Regions from separate parts of the Sus scrofa genome. Here region 2 is linked to region 1. The links are chromatin contacts, called in public Hi-C maps. All regions are on one chromosome and are shown on one strand. The core of a region is the stretch at or near the end of the contact, and the rest is flanking DNA. Distances in the headings are between cores, read along the strand shown.

Evidence for each region. Hi-C and Micro-C count contacts between places; a contact is called where the count stands out from the background.
Region 2: a Hi-C map of fetal skeletal muscle shows a contact between it and region 1, with 2.4 times the contacts expected there. A contact is called at or near these places in 10 of 47 Hi-C or Micro-C datasets (alveolar macrophages, brain, embryonic fibroblasts and 6 more) and 2 of 2 datasets of targeted methods (alveolar macrophages and skeletal muscle).

The regions. Positions count from the first base shown.
Region 1 is chr5:27,359,823-27,364,446 of Sscrofa11.1, reverse strand. The region is part of intron 6 of PPM1H (protein phosphatase 1H); the gene reads left to right. Among named protein-coding and RNA genes, the nearest start is that of MIRLET7I, 110 kb to the right of the region's middle.
Region 2 is chr5:27,432,033-27,436,656 of Sscrofa11.1, reverse strand. All of the region lies in intron 3 of PPM1H (protein phosphatase 1H), which reads left to right. Among named protein-coding and RNA genes, the nearest start is that of PPM1H, 140 kb to the left of the region's middle.

The DNA of each region.
Region 1 (4,624 bases), core at 812-3,311:
ATTAAGGATGAGGCTGTTGCCTCCTGATGGGGATCCTTTCTCTCCCACCCTCATGCTTTCTTGGAGACCGTGAGGCAGCTTGGCAGGCCCAGACTGTGTAGAGGACAAAAGGTTATTGTCACCAGGACCTTCCTAATGAAATCTGGCTCTTCCCTGGCGGCCTTTCCCCCTCCGCTCAGATAGTTTGCACACAGTGGTTTGACTTACAAAGGCATTTTCCACCAACACCTCCGGTGCCGAGTTGGTCCCTGATGTGTCCCAGCTCTCACTTTCTGTGCCTGGTGTCCCTGGTCTTGGTGCCAGAACCCCATCCTTGAACTCCGGTGCGAGTCTGTTCCCCTCCTCCCCAGCCCTTTGTGTGCAGCCGCTGTTGCACGAGGCACACTAGCTGGCAGTGTGAGCAGAGTGTCCTGACCCACAGCCCTCTGTGCTGTCTCAGGCCACAATCTGCCAGCGAGCGTCTGTGTTACCGAGCCGAAACAACAGCTTCTCACAGCTGGCTTTGTGGCACCAAGTCCCCGCTCCCGTGACCGCTGGTGATTTTGCTTTCTCATGTAGGATCCATGTTCTTCGTGCTCTGCGTCCGGCCGCATGGGGGTGATGAGCAAGCTGGGGGCCCAGGAGGACCCGAGAGGGGGCTGTAGCTGCACCCCTGGCGTCGGGCCAGATTCTCCAGCAGCTGTTCCTGGGCTGATGGGATTTGTAGCGAGAGCGAGGGCCAAAGAGGATGAGAAGTCCATCATGTGAATGCAAGATTGCTTCCAGATGGTTCTGGTTAAGAGTAAACTACATCAGAATACTTTCTTTAAGCAGAGCCTTTTTAACATTTATAATGGTCTTATTTCAGGGGGAAGGCTGGCCTGGTAACTTCAGATGGCCTGGCTTGCTTAGGAAAGACAGTACTGTCTTGGGAGACAAGCTCCTTGGGTACTGGTATTGGGGCCTTGGGCAAATCCTGGGCCTAGGTCTCTCATTTATAAAATACTCGCTTTGCTGCTCACGGCCAGCCTCCATGCCTGGTGGGGGATGGACTTTGCTTTTCAGAGCTTCTGGAAAAGACAGATTCTACTACAGAGGCTTCACTGATGGTAAACTTTCATTTTTATCTCTTGCAGGCCTTAATTCTTTAAGATTTTAACTTGATGACACATCAGGGTAATTGATCCCTCCTTTATTTCCCATGAAACTAAGAGTACTTTGGAGAATTTTCCCCTGGGAACAGAGTAGGGTCCACCACCATTTTTTTTTTCTCCCGGGACTCACTTCTTTTAGGAAGGCAAAAGAAAGATTTATGTGTGTGTTTTTGTTGTTTTGGCCACACATGCGGAAGTTCCTGGGCCAGGGATGGAACCCGCACCACAGCAGTGACCCCACTGCAGTGACAACACTGGGTCCTTAACCCACTGCACCACAAGGGAACTCCAGGAAAGCTTTTCTCTTCTGTGTGCTCTCAACAGAGTGGCCACTGTGGCCATTCAAATTTCAATGAGTTAAACTTAAATAAAAGTAAAAATTCATTTCCCAAATCACACCAGCCACATCTCCATGGCTCAGGAGCCACATGTAGCTAGTGGCCACTGGACTGGACAGTGCAAATAGAGAACCTTTCCGTCAGCACAAAAAGTGCTACCAGATGGTACTGCAATCTGGGTAATGTAAGGGTGCGGGTGCACCTGGGGTGGAGGACAGAGCCAGATGCTGTCTGTCACGGAAGGTCCCAACAGCAAAGAGTTAAAGAAGAAAAAGAGAAAAGACAGCTGAGCCCAGACAGGGAGAGTGCGATGGTGTGGCCGCACTCTGGCTTCTGGCCCCACTACTGCTAGACTGTGAGTCTAACACTGTGGGGGGGCGGCGGGGGGGGTTCCTTATACTTTTCAGAACTTCAGGGACATAGGTCATAGTGTTTAGGGACCATGCGTCTGCAGCGGTCACTCATTGGCAAGCCTGCAGGGCAGCATGAAGGAAGACCCATTATTTCTGCCCTGGACAGCAGCACACCCCTCTCCCCGGGCCTCTCCCCACAGCCTCCTGGGCTGTGCCAGCTGCTGGCACTTCTATTCCTCTTTCTTTTCCTTTCAGTTCTTGGAGAGTATTTCAGACCCTGACGATCGGATTAAAAAACTACTTCCCATCCAACCCCTCCCACTCTGTTTGGGGTGACCTTTCTTCTCAATCCGCTGCCTGAAGCCCCGAGTGGGGTTGAGCGCCGCAGCCCCACAGCACTGGGCTCCTTACCAACAATCCAAACATTTCCTGGGGAGAAACTCGCTGGGGGCAGCCATGGTCTGGACCTGCTGGGTGGAGTTTCACAAATATCGTCGGTTCAGCCTCTTGTTCTTTATTGCTCTTTTCGATGCCTTCTGACAGCGTGTTCAGGCAGGCTGACAGGGAAGTGGATAAGCAGATTGAGAAACGCCGCGGAATGCTTTATGAAGCCAGCTCCAGAGCTGTACCCGCATTTAATATAAATTGATTTATTGAATCAAGCACAGAAGCCCTGCTACAGAAACCCCAGGCTTTATCCTCTGGAGGACCACCTAATAAAGCAGCCCCAACTGACACTCCTCATTAGCTTTTCCACTGATCCCCAGGCAGTTTTTAAAGGGACAGTGTCCCTCCTTTGGGCTGAATTTATATGTTGGCCATGCCTGTGGGTCTAATTAGCTCAGCATTATTAGTCTGACTTGGAAAGCCTGCAGTTTCTAACAACCTGACTTTTGAGTTTTAAAGAGTAATTGGAAAATTCAAACCTTGTCCTCGTCCCTCTTCTTGATTTTAATCACTTTTAACCCAGTCTTTGGAAATTTGTCTGCAGATGTCCCTGCCTCGCGTCTTTGGGGCGCAGAAGGATTGCCCCGGCCCGCCTTGGTGCAAATCCCGACGTCACAGTTGAGCCATAGACTTCACCAAGGAGGCTTCTTATACTCACCGGAGAAATAGCACATTTTAATTTTGTAATTACTTCACAAGAAAGCAGGCCGTTCTCGAGTTAAACCTGAGATTCATTTCCTCCCAGCAACTTGTATTTTCATAATTTAATGATTGCGGGCCACCTTGGCTGCAGTCTGATTGCTGAAAGCAATATGTAAGTCTGACTTTGCCGACAGAGGAGGGACTTGGATGGCATTTTAGAAAATGTTAGCCCCAAACTTCAGCAGATTGTCCAAGCTGGAAATGGGCTGGGACAGAGATTAGGTGCCTGAAAAGGCCTCGAGTTCCAAGCTCCTGCGGGGTCCAGTGCTGAAGGCGGGGTGGGTCAGCCTTACGATGGCAGGGGCCGCTCCCGGGCTCCTGGAGCCACGATGATGAATGGTTATTTTCGATGTGCATGTTCTGCATCTTTTCAAGATTTGCAGCTCTAGCTGCAGGAGCAGCAGGGAAGAAAGCCGGTCCTGCTGTGGGTAGCACATCTCCCGACAGTGATAAATGACTCGATGCTCCCCTCCTTCCTCCCCGCCGCTCTGCCCATGAGGACAGTGGCGGCTCTGAGGTCTTTACAGATGGTTGGAAACCCAGACAGACAGGCGTTGTCAGGCCACGGGGAGGAGAAAGAAAAGAGATGCCCAGCCGGCTTGCTCCCTATTGATCATCTGCTCACCCTTTACCCACTCACACGCCTCCCTCTTGATGCCGAGTAGAAATGTATTGTTCCTAAAGTAGCCAAATTACTTCTAAGGCTTTCTTTCCCCCTCAGACCCTTTGAATAGCTGAAGCCCTTGTCTGTACCCCTTCTTCTCCTCCTAAGCTGTGTATCTCTCCCGCCCCTCCGCAGTGAGTGGCATTTGGGGTTGTACAGTTCATGGAGGGAGGTGACTTAGCTCGCAGTCATCTGGGGAACTTATAAGATGTCAAGCACTTGCCCACATCGCTGTTAAAATAGCCAGTGTCCTTTTCAGCAAGGAACCCCAGGGGACACTTGTGTTTATATTCGAAAAACCTTAATTGTACAACTGTGGCATATTAGACATTGAGTTGAAGTGAAGAACAAGGGATGTGGAGCCTGGTGACTGCCTGGTTGGGTCCCCAGGTGTGGCTGGGACAATCGTGTTACCACCCTCTGCCTCAGTTTCCCCACCGGTAAATGGGGCTAATGACAGAACCTAATCATCAAATGGCATGTGGTAGTGTGGTCAAGTGCACTGGACAAAGGCTGGCAAGTAGTATCTGCTATGTGTGTCTGATAATATCACTAGGCAGAGAGTAGAAGGGTCAGCAAGATCTGATCATTGCCTCAGGAAGTGTACAGCCTAAGTCTATGTGTCAAGATGCTCGTTTCTTGATTGTAAGGAGAGGCTAGAAACCTAAAAGAAAAAGGAAGGCAGTTGAGAGAAGCAGGAGACTGAAGTAGGGTCAGGGTGTGCTGGCTACTCCCAGTGGGCAGGTCTGTCGAACTGCCACTGTGCCCAGTGAGCGTAGATGAGGTGGGGCCGTAATCGATGAGAAGAGGACTCCCCTCAGTTACTCCTCTGTCACTGGGGGTTGCTGAGGTGGGCGTTTTTTAATTTTATTTAATTTTATTATTATTTATTTGTCTATTCATTTATTTATTTATTTTTGGCTGCTCCTCCAGCATGGAAGTTCCTTGGCCAGGGATCAAACCTGTGCCATGGCAGTGACAACACCA
Region 2 (4,624 bases), core at 942-3,441, 72 kb before region 1:
CTATTCTTCCTTTTCACTTTGATCCTCGGGCTACCTGGCATACAGTACATGGCCTGTGAGAAGGTGACCACTGGCCTCGGATCCGTGCTGGCAGAGGCAGGTGTGCCCTGCGGCCCCCTGTTGTAGCTCCTCTTGGATCTCCCTTCATTGTGAGAAGGCTGTATGTACACCCCAAGCCTCCGCTGTCCACCATGGAAAATGAAACCCTCTCTCCCCAAAGGTCCAGAATCTCAGGAACTTTTGGACTGTCGTCTTTTCCGCATCTCAACACCACTTTGTAACAATGCCTGCTGTTGCAGCTGAGGTTTGCCACCTATTGTGTTTCCGTTGTTGCTTGGCCCAGGGTGACACATGCGAAGAAGATCAATGTCCTTTAAATCCTGGTATCGGTCTCCTTCCTACTTCTACACCCTCCCAAAACAGGCGTCGAATGGTCAGCATTTCAGACTCACATAAGAAGTCACTTCCAGGAGTTCCCGTCGTGGCGCAGTGGTTAACGAATCCGACTAGGAACCATGAGGTTGCGGGTTCGGTCCCTGCCCTTGCTCAGTGGGTTAAGGATCCGGCGTTGCCGTGAGCTGTGGTGTAGGTTGCAGACGCGGCTCGGATCCCGCGTTGCTGTGGCTCTGGCGTAGGCCGGTGGCTACAGCTCCGATTCAACCCCTAGCCTGGGAACCTCCATATGCCGCGGGAGCAGCCCAAGAAATAGCAACAACAACAAAAAAGACAAAAGACAAAAAAAAAAAAAAAAAAAAAAAAAAAGAAGTCACTTCCAGTTTGCACTGACCTGTGGAATCTGAAAAAAGGACAGACTGAACTTCTTTGCAGAACAGATGCTGACTCACAGACATTGAAAAACTTACGGTCTCCGGAGGAGACAGTTTGGGGGGTGGGGGGATGTGCTTGGGTTGTGGGATGGAAATCCTGTGAAATCAGATTGTTACGATCATTATACAACCACAGATGTGATAAATTCATTTGAGTAATAAAAAAAATCATATGATGAGCTATCATCAATAATTATTATCAATGATGACTCAGCCAACCAGATGCTCCTTCAATTTTACTGAAAACAAATAAAACGTTCTAACTTTCAAAAAAAAAAAAAAGTCACTTCCATTGTTGGTATAGTTGCAGAGACCTTTGCCCTCTTAAGAATCAGAACCAAGTCAGCAGTGGTGAACTCTTACCTACAATCTCTAGGAATTGAGTCCGGCACACAGGATCTCAAAATTCTGTCCTATTTCCTTTTCAGGGTGGTTATAGATTCTTGGCACAATGAAGAATGTTTTGGAAGTTTGATTGTTACAAGAGGAGGAAAAATGGCAATATTTTAACTTATAAAACTACCACGTATCTTCCTATCACTCAGTAAATGATTGGCAATACCACTCAGCTTGGCTTCGTTGGTACAAATCATACAGTGACACGGTGGTGAAAAAGGATAAATGCAAGGCTTACTAATAGTTTATCAATCCTATGATTTTGAAAATTAGGATATCCTTGGTGAGTGGACCTGTATGTCTGTCTGCCTTTAATCTGGAGAGTTTTTGGTCTTTGGTTTTGGTAGAACAGGAAGTTTCTCCAAGAAGGAATGAGCATGTGATTCCACTAACAGCCAGCAGGTGGCAATATTAGGCAGTGCTGGTTTTTCCTTTCCTATTGCCAGGGCTGACAGATTGGCTTGTTCCCAGAATAAACCGAAATCAGACCCAGATACTAAAACCATGCAGAATCTTATTATTTGTGACTGACACTATTAGCAGTGTGCTCAGAACCATGTTTTAACCCAGTTAGGGGGAGCTGCCAAGTCCTATTGAAACTACCCAACACTTGCTTCTTTCTGTTTTTTGATGCTGCTTTCTTTTTGCAACCTGAAATTGGTAGGAAACAAAGAATGATCCCGGAGTTGCATCATCTCGGGGACCTTCAAACCAAATTACAACGATCCCGAGCAATATATTTTCTTTCTTGCAATTCTTACCTGCTGAATTACTCTCATTTCACACACACATCTCTTTTTGTCTTTCATTGCTCTCTTTCTTGGAACAAAACAGAACAAAATACAATCTCAGGTTTTAAAAATTGGATCTAGTCTTTGATTTAGAGATAAACCTTGCTTAAATGTAATGTTTAGACAGACACAACACAGGATAAATCAGTCCTGCTAAGCAGAAAGTAGCCTTGAGAGGGAGTCGCAATTAAGCAGATAAATCAATTATCTTGTTAATTGAATCTTCTGAGTCATTTAAGTCGATCCTTTTAGGACATGGTTGAAAAGGAATGATAGTATGTCCCTGTGTTTTGCTAGTAATTTATCTTAGACTTATGTCTTGGGGTTTATGACAGCTAAAATGGGGAAAATATTCTAGATCAGTCCTTGTTTAGATCAGTCCTTGTTTAGCACCAAGCAGTGGGCCGTACTTCCACAATTTCCTTGACCTTTTGAAAAAAAAATACCCAAACTTCTTGAGTGTTTAAAAAAAAGACTGTATGTTTTCATGTTTTTTGCTTTTACCTAGAGTGTGAGAAGCTTAAGCTAATTGAAAAAGTTGAGAGTTTGACAAAATTAGGTCATTCATTCAACAGTAAATATGTCTTTATTGACTTCATTTATCATGTTTGATCGAGTAGTAAAAGAACCACCCAGATGGCCCTTACATGTTCCTTTCAGTACTAAGATTTTATGAAACATCTTTTAAAGAGGAGTAGGTGGTGTAGGAAAAAATAAATGTGCTATTTTGGCTTCTTAGGAGGGGAGGGGGAGGCAATTATTTTTAGAATATGTTCTAGTTACACCCAGTTTTAGAAGAAATAGAAGAGCCTATTTCCATGTCACTGAATCCTTCAGGAGGGATGAAGTCTGTGGAAACACATCTTTCAAATCCTTATCCCTGTGATCCCAGAGAGATACAAGTAATTAAAGTGTGCGTGTCTGTGTGTGTGTATGCGTGTGCACACACATAAACTACCACACCAAGGGGGGGGGTGATGAAAGCATGAATATATTAGCAAAGTTTCTTGGTTCAAAAATAGCTAGACTTTGGTCCACTGTTTATATGGGAGTGTTGCCAAATTTAGCATTCCTTATGCCGGGATAACTATAGAGGGAAGGTAGTTGAAACATAGGGAAAGATGAAAGGAAAGATGAAATCCTTGAAAAAAAAAAATGTTGACTCACACAATTAATGAAGTAGCAAGGGACTCACTGGGCACGCCAACTAGAATATTTCCCCCGAAATTGAAGGCAACTATTAACTCTGCTGTAGCAGAAAATCTTAGGGTCAAACACTCTATCTTGATATTTTTTAAAGGATTAAATCATTTTGTGATCAGATTTTCTTGTGCTCTAAACCATGAAAATAAGGCATATATGATGCAGAATAATCTTGGAGTTCTCTCTGTGGCTGAGTGTGTTAAGAACCTGACTAGTATCCATGAGGATAAGGGTGCCATCCCTGGCCTCACTCAGTGGGTCTAAGGATCTGGCGTTGGCACAGGCTGCAGCGTAGGTCGAGGATGTTGCTCAGATCTAGTGGTGTTGTGGCTATGGTCTAGGTTGGCAGCTTTAGCTCTGTTTGAACCCCTAGCCTGGGAATTTACATGTGTCGCAGGTACAGCCCTAAAAAGAAAACAAACAAACAAACAAAAGAATCATCTTGTTCAAATCCTAAAGAAATTCTTTTCATGTGAAGTCTGAGTATTTTTTGCATCAGTGGTTTAAGTCTGTCAAGCATCATTCATAGTCCAGTTTGTATACAGCATACAAATAGTTGGCGCTTAAGGGATTTTCAATCAAAATCATCTTTCATTCAGACTTTAGGTATTCAAACAAATATTGATTCTGGATGTGAAGAGAGAGTTTTATAGTTAGAGCAGTTCTTTCCAATGAATTAAAAACAGTAGTGTTTGGGTGTGCACTTGATATACCAGTTTCTATATTAATTTGATGAAATCTATCATACTATCAACTTTATATTACTTATTTGAATGCAAAAAAAGTGAATAAATCGACCCACAAACTCCTTCGTGAATAGGGTTGTCAGTTCTGTTTGATGTGTTGTTTGGAGGGTAAACAGACAAAACTTGTGACGTCTGGATATTTTCTTTCTCCTCTTTCTCTTCCTGTGATAGCCTTTCCTGCTGGCATCTATGGCTTCCTCCTCATCACCCTCCAGCTTCCTGCCATCCCTGCTTGAGTTCCGATAACCATTCATTCGTTCTTGTCAATTGACTGCATGTTATCGGAAGCGTGGCATCCTGCTTAGTTATTATCTCAGTCAGCCTTCATTTGTGTTATAAGCTTCTCATTCATGAATGGCAGAACACAGTTCTCATGTTAAGGCGGCGGTAGAATGGTGCGAACATCATTTGAAAACCCAGGCCAATTGTCAATGCATTTCTTTTTTGTCTTTTTTGTCTTTTTAGGGCCGCACCCACAGCATATGGAGGTTCCCAGGCTAGGGATCGAATCGGGCTACAGCTGCCAGCCTACGCCAGAGCCACAGCCACACCAGATCCGAGCCACGTCTGCGACCTACACCACAGTTCACGGCAACGCCGGACCCTTAACCCACGGAGCAAGGCCAGGGATCGAACCCACAACCTCATGGTTTCTAGTGGG